Linked DNA regions of Danio rerio: region 1 is linked to region 2. Evidence: chromatin contacts called from public Hi-C data. All regions are on one chromosome and are shown on one strand. Each heading gives the region's core, a stretch centred on a gene start, on an enhancer-like site or on the middle of the called end of the contact. The rest is flanking DNA. Distances are from core to core; before and after follow the strand shown. Region 1 overlaps LOC141381264 (a long non-coding RNA gene). Region 2 has its middle 23 kb from the start of grifin.

Region 1 (6,892 bases), core at 4,062-6,561, 150 kb before region 2:
TAGTACAAACTGGTCATTTTTTGATTACCTTTTTAGTAGGGTTTCATAGTCCTTGTGGCATATTTTTTAGACATTAGCAAGCACAAAATATTTTGTCTCTCATGCAAATCAATGATTTTGGTCTTTTATCGAGATGTTTTTATATGACTTCACTGTAGGTGACCCTTTTTCAGTTACTAAACTATTGTACATGTAAAAACCTGTGGTTTTATTGAGCTTGAACTGTGTTTTCAGATTAAACCTAACAATAACAATGTTCAACTATTAGCTTATTTATCTGCGTCATTTTTTCTTGACCTCTTTTTATTACTGTCATTCATTTTTCTAAAGTTTATTCGATTGTTAAGTTTATGTGAAATGTATAGATTTATTTGTTCATTAACCTTTTAACTGTCCTACCAAGCAAAAAAAATAAAAAAATAGATGGAATTTCTTAACCCTTAATGTCGCTAGTTACCACACTCGATGCATTTTTTTTTTCGACACACCCCATAATTTCTAAAATATCAACCTCTACTAAAAGGTAGATGTATCAGTTTATGGTAAAAGTGCCAGAATTAATAGGGGAGAGCGAAGCACAAAGTAACACTTTGGTTTTGGCCAAATAAAGAACAAAGTAAAGGGGTTAGACAAACCATTTGTTTTTTACCAACAACACACAAGCCTCTCTTACAAATGAGCACTGTTTGTATGATCGCCAGACTTGTGGTTTCTGTGCAGTATTGTCAAAAATGCCAGGAGTATAAATGTTACTATTCATCCCACCTGCGGGGCAAGTTGTAACAGACAGAGGGTTAGTTGTAACACGCACTTAAAAAGCTAGATTTTACACAATTATTTTATATTCAGTTTACTTTAAATAGTAGCTATTTCCTCAGTACTTAGCTCAATTATTTTGTTATTTTACATAGTACAGCATGTTTATTTATTGGATAAACACATTTGGATTGTTATGCATTATTATACAATGCATTTATTTGTAGTATTAGCAATATTTTTTTGTCTGTTAAAAAATATTTTCTATTAAATAACATTTTATTTTAAAAGTTTCCAACATTACACTCAAAATTCAGAAATTATTTTGTTAGTTTAGTTGGTGTCCAACAGTGTGTTGCGTAATTGTAACAACTTGTTATGTTACAACTTGCCCGCCGTGTCGTCTTTTTTCAAAACTGGCTAGCAGTCACTGTTTTTGACATCTTTTAAAATGGTTTCATCTTTTAGTCTAGAAGACGGTGATCACAACAATATAAGATTTTATTCACTTTCACAGATTTTTTTATTTTTTTTTTATAAAAAATATGACTATAATAAAAACATTTTTATGCTGCAAAAATGGTTTCTCTCATCCAGCTTTCAACAAACGTTTTCAATAATTGGTAGGAAGAAGTTTGCCTACACTGTGGTGAAAACCTTGGAAGCATGCCATGGTCAAACCTGAGCAAATACCGGTGTCACATTTTACCCTGCGTAACTTTGTGCCCCGCACTCCCCTACTATCTGAAAATATAAAGTGTAAGACCAATTTAGTAAAAAAAAAAAAAATTATTTCTGAATACTAAATCTTTAATTTTGAAGTATGCCATAAAAAAAAATTCTGATTCTCATTTAACATGTTTTCTTGTTCTTTATTTACCATAAAGCCAACAAAATCCAACAATGCTGTGTGTAAGCCATTGTTTAAAACGGTCATTCTTTAAATGACTTTAACAGTAATTATTTAAAACAAAGTCAACCATTTGATAGAGCAGGCAGTTAGTAAATTATTCGAGTCCATATTTTCTAGCGCACGTTGACTCTGCTTTACTCGTGTATGAACACAGGAGGGCAGCGTTGTGTCGTGTAAAGCAGGTCGCACACCAGAAGCGCCGCTCGGCGCCGCGACACGGCGCGTACATGACAGATTAAAGTATCGCACACCAGACGCGCACATTCGAATGATATTTAACATGAAACTAATCAGATGGCGCTCTGTGGCGCGGCTGAAAAATGAACTGCGTCCTGAGCCGTCGCCGGGCGCCGCCGACAGCCGCCGACTTGCGGCGCCGGTGTGTGTATCCTGATAGAAACCTATGATTAGAATTCTAAAATACGTGGCGCTGCGCGGCGCGCCGCCGAGCGTCGCTTCTGGTGTGCGACCTGCTTAAGACAGCGTTCACTGTCAGGGACTTCGCCTGAGGGGAAAACTTGCGAATTAATTACAATCTAGTTTTCCATCAAGTATTTTAATACAAAACAGTGAGTGAAACAAATTGTTATTCCAGTCGACTGGTGGTCAAATCATACACATCTGCCAGAAATTGTGAGACCCGAGCATACCCTTTTGTCAAAAAAAGTCCAAAAATCGATGTTTAAAATGGCTACCGATTGAGTCTGTGTACTGGAAAAGGAAGGTACTACATTGCATTGTGGGAGGTAAGAAGCTCTGTTTTATTTACTGCTGATCATATACAGTTTAGAAGGTTAGTTTTATAGAGTATTCTGTTATTACAGGAATTATACATATATTAGGCCTACCACTGAAGACTAGGAGTAGATGGGCAGTGGATAGTGCTGTCGCCTCACAATCAGTCTCGGCCGGGTCAGTGGGTATTTGAATTTGAATTTATTTCTTGAATATGATAGCCCCTTAAGATGAATCATCTCATTTTCTAGGGGGTCCCTAAAAAGTAAAACAGAGTACAACACATCATAACGTACATACAACAAAACAAACAAGCAGCACACTCCACCTGAAACACTTTCCACCATCTGAAGCCTAAAAAAAATCAAAAACAAATAATGAAAAATGTAGGCTACAAACAATTTGATATATAAATACATAATAAATGTTTAATTTGGATACAATATTAATAAAATTCGCAAGTTTCCAAAAAAGAACATAAATTAGCCCTGAAAAGACTGTGATTTCATTGATATTCATAGATATTATGGGAACAGAAAAAAAAAATTCTGTTGCATATGGCGAAGCGAATATGATGAGGTAAATGGAACAAAAAAGAGGGAAAACTAATATAAACACATTTAAAAATAAACAAATTTCTGTGTGTTCTCCCCTTGCTCGCATGTTTTCTCCGGTTGCTCAGGTTCCCCCACAGTCCAAAAACATGTGCTATAGGTGAACTGGTTAAACTAAACTGGCCGCAGTGTCTGCCCACATATCAAATGTTTTCTGGCCCAGCTCCAGGCCACACAATAACTTTTCCCTTGGCCCAAGTACCGCAAAGAATGATGGCCCTGAAGTGGCCCATAACTGGATTAAAGACAAGGGCCACACATGGGCCATGACCAGCCTGAATCTCAGCCAATTTATCACCCTTAACTTGCCCTTCACTGGGCCAAAACAGGTTTATCATTGGTACCGATTCTCAGCTATAAGTTTATACTTTAACCAGATCCCCCCAAAAATCGCTACACTGAATAAGGGACTAAACTGAAAAGCAAAGGAATGTTATTGAAGGTATTTTAATGTAGTGCAATTAAATACACTTTTTTTTTAATACTTTGAATTATTTATGTTTTCTGTTTAATTTTGTTAATGTTTTCTTTGTATATTATTTTGTATATATAATTTTCTGCATGCACACATGTTTTATTTAGCTACTTTTAGAAATGTTTTAGTTTAACAAGATAGATAGTTTCCTAGTACTGGTTGCGGCTGGAAGGGCATCTGCTGCCTTAATCATATGCTGGATAAGATGGCGGTTCATTCCTCTGTAGCGATCCCTGATAAAAATAAAGGGAGTAAGCCAAAGGAAAATGAATGAATCAATCAAGATAGATCGATGAATGGATGAATGGATCGATGAATATTACATTAGACATTACCAAAAGCAAACATGTAACAAATCTAACAAAATATTTAAGATAATGGTGCAAATAGTAGTACACCTCCAAATAACATGTTAGGGGAAATATTAAAAACAGTATAAATTACCTAATTACTTTATTATGCAATACTTAATGAAGAGGAAAATTCAAGATAATCATGAAAAATATCGAATTCAGTTGACGTTGTGTAGTTTGTCATTGTGTGTATGTGTAAGTGTTTATAGTTGATGTTTTGATGCTCAAATTGAAAATAATTATACAATATGTTTAATTGCATTACTTAATTGCTTTATTATGCAATACAGAGGAAAAATCTAGAAAACTATTACAAAAATGTTGTTCAAACTGTAGTTTGTCATTGTGTGTGTGTGTGTGTGTGTGTGTGTGTGTGTGTGTGTGTGTGTGTGTGTGTGTGTGTGTGTGTGTGTGTGTGTGTGTGTGTGTGTGTGTGTGCGTGTCTGTGTCTGTGTGTGCATGCGTGCGTGTGTGCGTGCGTGCGTGCATCCAGCCCGAAAAATACAACAATCTAATTGAAACTCCAAGTGTTCTTACAAGAGAGAAGTTAAAGGCCTACAAGTCTTTGGATGCCAACAATTTGGTTCTGTGTGGTCATGTGCAAGAAACAATGTTCCATGATTACCAGATTTTTAATTAGGTTCTCACTCCATTCAGCTCCCTTTTAGCCAAAGACGTCTGTGGTTGGCATTAAAAGCAGTGTGGTGTACGATAAAAGTTACGTTTTCGAATTTGGCATCCTACCGCACAGCATGACATGTTTGCTATTGCAACTGGTCTCTTTTTGCAACCGTGAATCCATGTGAAGTCTTGTGTGATGTCGGTTGGTAATTCCTCTATACCGTAGGAATGGTATAACAGAATATTTTGCCAATTTTAACACCCTGACTTTTCCAAATTGTGGTATACTTTGAAAACGGTTATCGTCCCACCCCTAGTGTGTGTGTGTTTACAGTTGATGTTTTGATACTCAAATAGACCAGAGGAATGTGCTGAATGCTGTCTGTGAGCTGACAGGAAAATCGAAAAAAAACAGAGATTTGTTTATGACCTCACTGCTATGACATCAGTCATGGGGGTCAGTGTCCATAGAGGCCACACCATAGAGGCCTTCCTGTCAGCCACCAGACAGCAGCCGCTGTGTTTGTGTGTGGAGGGGAAGAGGGTGGACTTCAGGGAAAACAAAGCAGAAAATAGAGCACACCCTGCCTGTCTCCTCTCATTGTCCATGGAAATGTCAAGCGTTTATTTTTGAGAGCCATGGTAGACGGTGTCACAAACTCAGGCATCAAAGAAACGAATTAGCTTAGCGTTGCCCTATTGAAAAGCTGGCGTACGTGTTCTGGCACTCGTCTTCAGTCTAATAGAAAATGCCACCGTTTTTTCCTGTAACAGGGATGGCAAATGGAATTCCGCACAGTCTAATTATGCTGGAAATTGAGTTAGGCCTCTATTGTGGGTCTGCAGGAATGCAGTGCGAGTGCACTGAAGTGGTTAAGTGAATGGGAACAGGGGTGATGCCAGGCTCCTGTGAATACCCCCCTAGCAGATTTTCCTTTATTAGAAAGGGCATCATGCCAGCACATTTAGTGTGGCTTCCTCTCACTTCACACTTGACGTGGCCTTTTATCTGTGGACAAACCAGTCTTTCTGATCATAGGTGAGATTTCTGGAGGGGGTTTACTAGAAAGCCATCTGCTAGAAAAATGCTTTCTGTTACTCTGGAAACTTTTGGGGGTTTCCTTGTCAGGTGGTAATTCAGTTGTGCTGTCAAAGGGGCGAATTCTATGATTGTAAAATAAAGAGTGCTGTTGTTTACTAAACGATTTAAAAAAATAATGTTGATAGAAATTAAGAGAGTATGGAATAAAGCTAAATACTGAAACGTCAAAATGAAAAGTAAAAGTTACATACCATTATTCATATAAATATTTCTAGAACAGGGGTGCCCAAATGTTTTCATATTGAGGGCCAAAAAACGAGTATCATTATGAGTTGTGGGCCGAAGCTAAATATATTATAATTTAGTGTTGTTACTTGACACACCGCAGCCACAATAGCGCTGTATGACAGATGCCTTTTATTATGCTTTTCCAGTTTAATAAAAAATATTCACACGCTTGCTCATCATGTCAAAACAAAAACTTGCTGTATGTGAGTGTTTTTTGTTGTTTAAAAGACGTATAAATGATTTTGATAGGGATCTATGACGTGAGATGGGCATCCCCATGTTTACTTGCGGCTGCGCGCATGCGTCATTCATAAAAGCAGAACGCAGCATTCAGCACGTAAATTCATCAGTTACTCCCAAAATGCATGAAAGCAAGCAGCTGGCCAGCTGGGAGAAGAATAAATTGAACTTAATTGCAACATGTATCTTCCATAGACTTTTTTGTGTGTTTTACAAACTCAAAATATATTGTTTTACTAGTACTTGTGTGTATTTACATATCTAAAACATAAAATAAGCATTGGGTGGTTAAAAACACTGCCTAATTGTGATAATATGGCACGTCTTTCTCTGGCTCAAGCACCAGCCAAGGCACCAAAGCACAGTTTGAATTTTTTACTTCATGCTTGTCAAGCGGAATAACAAGTAAACACCAGCATCAGGGACGTTACGTTACTCACTTCAAAACGGAACAAAAGCAGGAGTCTGTAGTGGTTTACTCTGCTGTTGTTCCATTCCCCGCCATGTATCTTTCCTCTAACCAACGTTACCTCGGCTTGTTTTTTTGCTCCGTCCCGTCGATAAGGCACCGAACTCTGCTGGCATCAGTGCGCGAAAAAGAGTGCATTCACTTTACCCCATGCTCAACTAAGTTGTTTATATATTCAAATGTCTCTGCATTGTGTGACACAGCGAAACGACTATAGAAATTTGTTGCCAACGCTTTTAGTGAATGATTTTAATCGATTTAATTGATTTGTTGTTGCAGCCCTACTTTTAATAATCAAACAATCAAACAAAATGTTACATTAGATTGGAAATGACAATCTCTGAACCATCCCTATCATCCTTCCTCTCTTCTCAGATGGGATGATG
Region 2 (7,527 bases), core at 1,062-3,561:
TATAATAAAGATAAAAAAATACAGTAATTACAGAAATTAATTATAGATAATTGCATGCATGTATTTAATCAGGTATAAGATCAATGTAAAATGTGTAATCACAAAATAAGTACATTGTAACAAAGGATTTATTTCAGTGTAAGTGCCTATTAGTTAAGGGCTCTTAATATAAAGTGCATTTTAAAAAACAACTTTTTGAAAGTAAATTAATTAAACTTCTGTTCTGTAAAGTGTTACCAATTTAGGTTCTAGATGTTTATGTAATGTAATGTAATGTAATGTGTATTTATATAACACATTTATTGTGTATGGCCATACATCCAAAGCGCTTCACAATCATGAGGGGGGTCTCTCCACACCACCACCAGTGTGCAGCTTCCACTTGGATGATGCAACGGCAGCCACAGGACAACGGTTAACCACACGGTAACCACACACCAACTATTGGGGGAATGGAGAGACAGTGATAAAGTCAATTCAGAGAACGGGGATGATTGGGAGACCATGATCTTTAGGGCTGATTGAGGGTTACACCCCTTCTATTTACGAGAAGTGCCATGGGATTTTTAATAATCACAGAGAGTAAGGACGTCTCATCCGAAAGACAGCACCCACTGACAGTATAGTGTCCCCTTCACTATTTACTGGGGCATTAGGACTAACACTAACCGCAAGTTGAGTGCCCCCTGCTGGCCTCTCTAACACTATTTCCAACAGCAACCTAGCTTTCCCATGTGGTCTCCCATCCAGGTACTGACCAGGCTCAGCCCTGCTTAGCTTCAGTAAGTAACCAATCTTGGGCTGCAGGGCGATATTGCTGTGGCCATATTAATAGTGTGGCTGAATGTGGCTGTTTAATAGTGTATTAGTAGACATGCAAAATATTGTTTTTAATTTATTTTAATATGTTGTAGATGCTGAAATGATTGCCTAAGAACATCAAAAGGAAATCTATAGACACTACGCAGATGAGAGTTAGCAGATTTGAACTTGTAAATTAACTTACGGTCAGCAGACTATCTATAGGAGGACCATCAAAATAAAATGTGAGCAAACAAATAATATCAAATACAGAAATAAAGCATTCCATATCGTTTGTTATCCCAAATTGTTATTTTTCTTTTTTGCAGAGCTGCCAAAAAATAATTTTGGGTTTCAAAAATAGTCTTTTCTTTAAAGTTTTTCTTATAAGTTTTATTTATGGAGAAAATTATAAAGTACAGCAGTGTTTGGGTGTTTTGTGCAAAATGTTTATATTCCATACAATGTATGAAGCGGATTGGTCAGTTCTTGTCACGAAACTTGCGGTGCACTCACAGCATTCTGAAAAGAGATGCTTTCAACTAGGTGCGCCTAGAAAAGTGCTCCCAATATGCATGCACAAGCCGCACGCCTCTATTGGAAATAACAAACTTGTGCGTAGAAAAGACGTAATATGTTAACGACCGCTATAAGGTTGCCATCATTTGCAATCTCCAGCAGTTGATCTTATTGCACAGACATACTGGGTTTACCTGATTTGTTGACAAGAGGGTTGCAGATCCATTCCTTGGCAGTTCGTTGGTCCTTCACTAGGCCTTTTCCCTCAGCAAATAAACTTTTCAGACATCTGTTTCTTACTCAGTTTGCTAGTTTGTGGTTTAAATGTTGACGCTCAAGTGACTGAGATATAACCGAGAGAATATGGTAGTTTTTCAAAACAAAAGATTTTTTCAAATTAAAAGATTATTCAGACTTGGGTAATAAATAAAACAGAAATAAATAATACTTTCTTGTGCAGTCCGGTACCATTTGGCCAAGTGGTTGGGGACCACTGCTTTAAAGAACCCTTTGTGGAATGAAAAATTTCCTGTGAAAGATTCTACATGAAACCATCTGTTCCAATATTGTAGCTTAATTTTTAAGTGAAGATTTGAGTCTGAATTCTTTCATGGAAAACAAAAACATTTGTTTTTGGTCACTTTTCATTTTAAATATACAATAATAAAATAAGTTTGTAATGTAAATGATGACTCAAATTTCATACTTGAGACTACTTCCCCTTTGATTTCTTTTCTAAGTGTCATTGCTGTCAGCTTGAACAGTTGTCCCGCCAGCTTTTCTGTGGTTTAATCATGTGAACAGTTACTGCTTTATGCTTGTGAGGTTGTTCCTGAGGGCTTAGTTCCTCATCAAAGCGTCTGCGTTTGATCAGATCTGTGGTCATAAGACTCAGCACAGCTGAAGGAATGTGTTTCTGTAGGGGGTCTCCCCTGGGATGCCGATCATCTGTGAGGGGCAGCATGCCACATGCGCTGCTCACAGACAAACAAACACACACTGGCCCTCCTCTCCTCTGCCCCGTGATTTGAGAGAAGTCAAGAGAGCATGACCTGCTGAGGGTCAGGGGCAGTGTCTACATAAACAGTAGCTGAGCGGCATGCTGCCCTTTTACTGGGCATAGCTCAGACAATAGAGATAACAATTAATGTATTAATCGTACATCATGCTGAAGTTAAATTGAGAATTTTGCTTAAAAAGCAAACCCATCAACACTTAAGAAGTTGGTAAATTGGAACTGGAGCTTAAGTTTTTTTGCCTACACATTTTGCCATATCTTTATTCATTCATTTTCTTTTTCGGATTAGTCCCTTTGTTAATCAGGGGTTGCCAGAGCAGAATGAACTGCCAACTTATCCAGCATATGTTTTACACAGCGGATGCCCTTCCAGCTGCAATCTAATCACTGGGGAACACCCATACACACTCATTCACACTTATACACTACAGACAATTTTGCTTATTCAATTCACAATTATACCACATGTCTTTTCACTTGTGGGGGAAAGCGATGCACCTGGACGAAACCCATGCAAACACAGGAAGAACATGCAAGCCCCACACAGAAATGCCAACTGACCCAGCCGAGGCTCGAACCAGTGACCTTCTTGCTGTGAGGCGATCGTGCTACCCAATGCACCCTAGTGATGCTCTTCAACCAATCTCACCTCACAAATTCAATTTGACATCAACCTTGATCTTTTTTGACATGCTTAAAAATTATCAGGAGCTCATGAGCCACTTGACTCGTAAAACAAAATCCCACAGGGTACAAGCAACAAACATATGCATAATTCAATTCAATTCATTCAATTCAAGTTTATTTGTACAACGTTTTTCACAATAATTATTGTTTCAAAGTAGCTTCACAAAAGATGCACATTATTGCTTTACAATAAAATGTGGAAATGTTAAGGTTATAACTTACTATAGCTTTAATAATAACTCATAAAATCACTAAAAACACTAAAAACTGAACTACACTGTTCCAGTTACTATGACCATTTATGTGAAGCTGCTTTGACACAATCTACATTGTAAAAGCGCTATACAAATAAAGCTGAATTGAATTGAATTGTATCATAATTAGGGCCAGACAGAATCTGTTAACATTTTTTTGCTATTTCTACAGAGAATAAATAAATAAATAAATAAAATTTTAAAAAAATAAAAAAATCTGTGGATTTATGCCGAATGGTTTTGGGGTATCACAACTAAAAGCCTAAAATATGAAAAAGATAATACAAAAAAAATACAATTTTAACTTTTGATAATAATAATAATTATTAAAATAATAATAATTATTAGTAGTAGTAGTATTATTATTATCATTAACGTTTATAATGCAAAGCCAATTAGATTCACTTATTTAATTAAAAAGAGCAAGTCTCTCATACAATACTGTATATCTACTAAATGAAAATTAACAGAACAGAAAAAGTTACTTTACAGGTTGTATTGTAAATAAATCAAATAAACATTTTTGTATTATTCAATAATATGACTAAAATTAATTTAAAAACTGAACAAATATAAATTGAAAAACATTTACACAAGTAAATAGACTCAATAATGGGCTAAAAATCTGTAGAAATCTGCGGATGTTTGCGCACGCAGATTCCGTGTGGGCCTACTAATAACCTTTAACTAATGAACTAGTAACTAACAGCTTTTAACAGTTAAAGTTTTATATAAACTTAGTAAACCTCCAGGAATATAGTATATAGGAGATGTCTATGTGTGCATGGTCAATGAAGTGTATCAAGTGTGTGTGTGTTCAAAAAATCATGAAGCTCATAAAACAGAAAAGTAAATGTGTGTGCTCATCTTCACTCATCTTAAACATTTTCTAAAACCCAAGTATTTGAGCAATGCCATCTCCCTTATTTTTAAGTCAACATGGTTTCACATTTGCATTTGATTTTATTTCTCCATCAGGCTTTTAGAGAAATATCTGACAAACATGAGTTCAATAGATCTAAAAGCTCTTTGAAAATCATTTTAGCAGCTCTGGGTTTTCTCTGCATGTTGTGAGAGGAGATGTTTTTCATTCTCAATATTTTCCCAACAGCAAAACACAAACAGATCAGAGGAACAGAAGGCCAATGAGCCAGTCAGATGGCTTCATCCTTTTACTCTGTAGGCACACGTAGTCTTGCCTTTGAGGGTAGAGGCTGAGGCGGGTGAGCCTGTTGCCATGGCTATGAATGTTAGGGTAGAGCAGCTGACAGGTCTTGCATAGTCATGTTCAGACAGCAGCTGGGGCTACTACTGCTAATATGACTCCCATCTGGACTTAGTTACCCTATTGTACTGATGCATCTGTCCATCTGTTGTACATGTATATGCGTGTGAACGTACTTGAGTGAATCTGAGCTTTTAGTCAAAAACAGATCCACGCAAAGGTGTTTTGAATCAGAATTTAGATTGTGATGTTACTTCGGGGAACGCTATTTTTTATAAACAGCATCATGTGCTGTCAACTATTGCATCAGAATAAACTTTACAAAGGAAAACTGTATGATGTGATCCTAATACTGAATATTTTTTATATATATTTAAATATTTTGTAACACTTTTTAGTAACTCTTTATTTTAAAGTGCATTTGTTACACATGTTCCATGTACTTATAGTAATTAAAATTACCTATGCATAATTACATGCAACTAACCCTAAAGCTAAGCCACATTCTAACCCTAATCTTGTAGTAGGTACATGCAACTAATTAAAATTGCTCAGTAGTTTAATGAATGATTACACTGAAATAAGGACACACACGTTCTTGCTGTATGTTGTATGTATTTATTGTTGTAATAACAGTAAATTATACATAATTGCATGCCATAACCCAAAATCAAATGCAATTTCTGGTAACCCTATTATAAATATATGTTGTTAATTATTTTTACGTAGCATTTAAATGTAAAATTGCGAATGTAGAAAAACTATAGCACTGACGCCAAAAAATAAATTGTAATTTCAATTTTTTTAATTAATTCTTTTTATTGTTATTTTATTATTACATTTTATTAGAATTTACAAATGCATTTATTTGATGAATTCTGTTGCCACTTTACAATGCATTTATTAACAGTTGTTAACTACATACTAAAATATTTTTAAATACCTTTAAAGCATTTAGTAATCTTAATTAATGTTCATTTAAATCACTAGTTCATCATTAAATCCGTTAGTATTATGTAATGTTACTGAGATTAAATTAACTAAAATCAAACAATATTAACAAAACATATTAACAAAATTTCAATACTGTAACAGCCATATTATTTACTGAAGTATATACTGTAATACTATGTAAAGAAGCACAGCTTTGTAGAATAATAAAATAAAATATTGACCTATTTTTTTTTTCTGCTAAACACGTTGTTGTATTAAACTGTACTAAAATATTTAAAACAAAAATTAAAAGTATAAATCTGTATTCAATTGTTTTGAGACAAAAATGCTAAGAAAAAATAACTAAGAAATAATAGTCAATTATGGAAAGAATTTGACTGGTAAAAATGAGGTTCTTTAATACTCACGTAAATACATAAAAGGACCATCTGTTGCTTTGTGTTCTAGAAAATGTGGTAAAACAGGAGATCACCCCCACATTTTTTGAGACTGCCCTGAAATTCAAGAATTTTGGAAAATTTTAAAACAGAAATAGATATAGAAATACCCCTCAATCCAGTTGTGTCCTTATTTTTCCAAAGAAATGTTTAATGATGAAACAAGATTTGTACTAAGGATATTATTACATTACACATAAAAAAAATGATAACAGTACATTGGTTGGAAGAAGGTCCTCTAAATATAGTTCAGTGGATTCAGACACTTAAACAGGTCTATGTAATAGAAAAAATTACTTAATGTCTACACGTGAAGACTGATATTTTTTTGAAGAGGTGGAAAAGTATTACAACATAATTAGATATGTACATATAGAGGGGAATTAAACTATCACCAATTTAATCTAAGGAAACTGCAATGTAACAAAATGTAACTTGATGTACAAATGTGTCCCCTGAAAATAATTTTTTTATGGCAGTACTTTTTATTTATTCATTTTGTAGTATTTTTCTTATTTTATTTTAAAACATTTATATTATCATTATTTTTTTTATTATTTATTCCCTCATCTGTAAGGGGTTCACTTGTTGAGGAAGGGGTTCTGAAAAAATACATATTAAAAATCTTAAATAAAATAATAAAAAATAAATAAATAAATAAACCTTAAAAATTTTAATGCAAATGTAAAATATCAAATAAAAAATAAAGGAAAAAAAAACATGCAAAATAAGCAAATCACTACTTCCATACCCATCCTTCACATGGCTCATTCCAACACAGGTGTGATGATTCATGATGCCTTGACTGACACAAAGCAGTGTCCACAAGAGCAGGCTGTTGTGTGACCTCCGTGGGGCGCAGGGTGAGAAAAAGCCCTTTAGAGCTCCATCAAGCCGCCCTCCATGTCAAGCTGTAGTCTGGTCCCATCTGCACCATATGGCACACATTCACAGACTCCGAGAGAGCCGCATCCCCACAGCATCATTATGTAAATAGAGATGCTGAGATCGACGGGGGCTTTGCATACAAGGCCGAAAACTCAGCCTCTTCTCATTATTATTTAGCAAACAAAGGCCTAGGATAATGACGCAGTGAATAATGGAGGCCTTTAAAAATGGAGACATGGCCGATGCATGTTTTGCTGTTTCTGTCTAGACTCTCTTGGGAACGAGAGCTTTAAAAGAGGGCTCAGATGTAAACAATGGACTGGGCTTCGAAGAACTTTTAGAATCATTTGGGAATATGCTTGAATTGTTTTGGTTGTGTTTCTCGGAGATGCATTTTATGGGGTGTTTTGTGATGTGGTAGAACTGATCTGTGGCTTGTACTGGTTTAATGTATGTGGCCTGGTTGTTTATATGAGGAAGAGGAATTGGTTTGGGCCCCTTTTTAGATTTGAGTTTTATTTATGGAACCTAATATAACTTCAGCAGAGACAAGAGTGGTTCGCTTTTGGTACTCTGGGAGTATCAGTGGCTGGATGACGCAGTTCACAGGCCTTTAAGCGGGTTGCTTCATATTAAACTCCATCTTTTGAAAATTAAAGAGGAAAAATAGAATGTATTCAGCTGCCTGGATAAACAGTAACATTAGGTTATGGAGATAAATTGTAACTTTCAAAGGACAATGGA

Evidence for each region. Hi-C and Micro-C count contacts between places; a contact is called where the count stands out from the background.
Region 1: a contact with region 2 is called in a Hi-C map of hematopoietic stem cells, with 4 times the contacts expected there. The contact joins two enhancer-like sites. A contact is called at or near these places in 7 of 18 Hi-C or Micro-C datasets (caudal fin, embryo, hematopoietic stem cells and 1 more) and 2 of 4 datasets of contacts at active chromatin or transcription factors (caudal fin and gastrula embryo).

The regions. Positions count from the first base shown.
Region 1 is chr3:40,971,945-40,978,836 of GRCz12tu, reverse strand. It overlaps LOC141381264 (a long non-coding RNA gene), which reads left to right. Exons shown (of 4, transcript XR_012401171.1): 1 at 1-1,851; 2 at 2,153-2,415. Among named protein-coding and RNA genes, the nearest start is that of lfng, 35 kb to the right of the region's middle. Within about 2 kb of position 5,311, at least 5 of the 62 cell types and tissues checked have an H3K27ac peak or open chromatin away from gene starts, as enhancers often do.
Region 2 is chr3:40,816,120-40,823,646 of GRCz12tu, reverse strand. No RefSeq gene overlaps it. Among named protein-coding and RNA genes, the nearest start is that of grifin, 23 kb to the right of the region's middle. Within about 2 kb of position 2,311, at least 21 of the 62 cell types and tissues checked have an H3K27ac peak or open chromatin away from gene starts, as enhancers often do.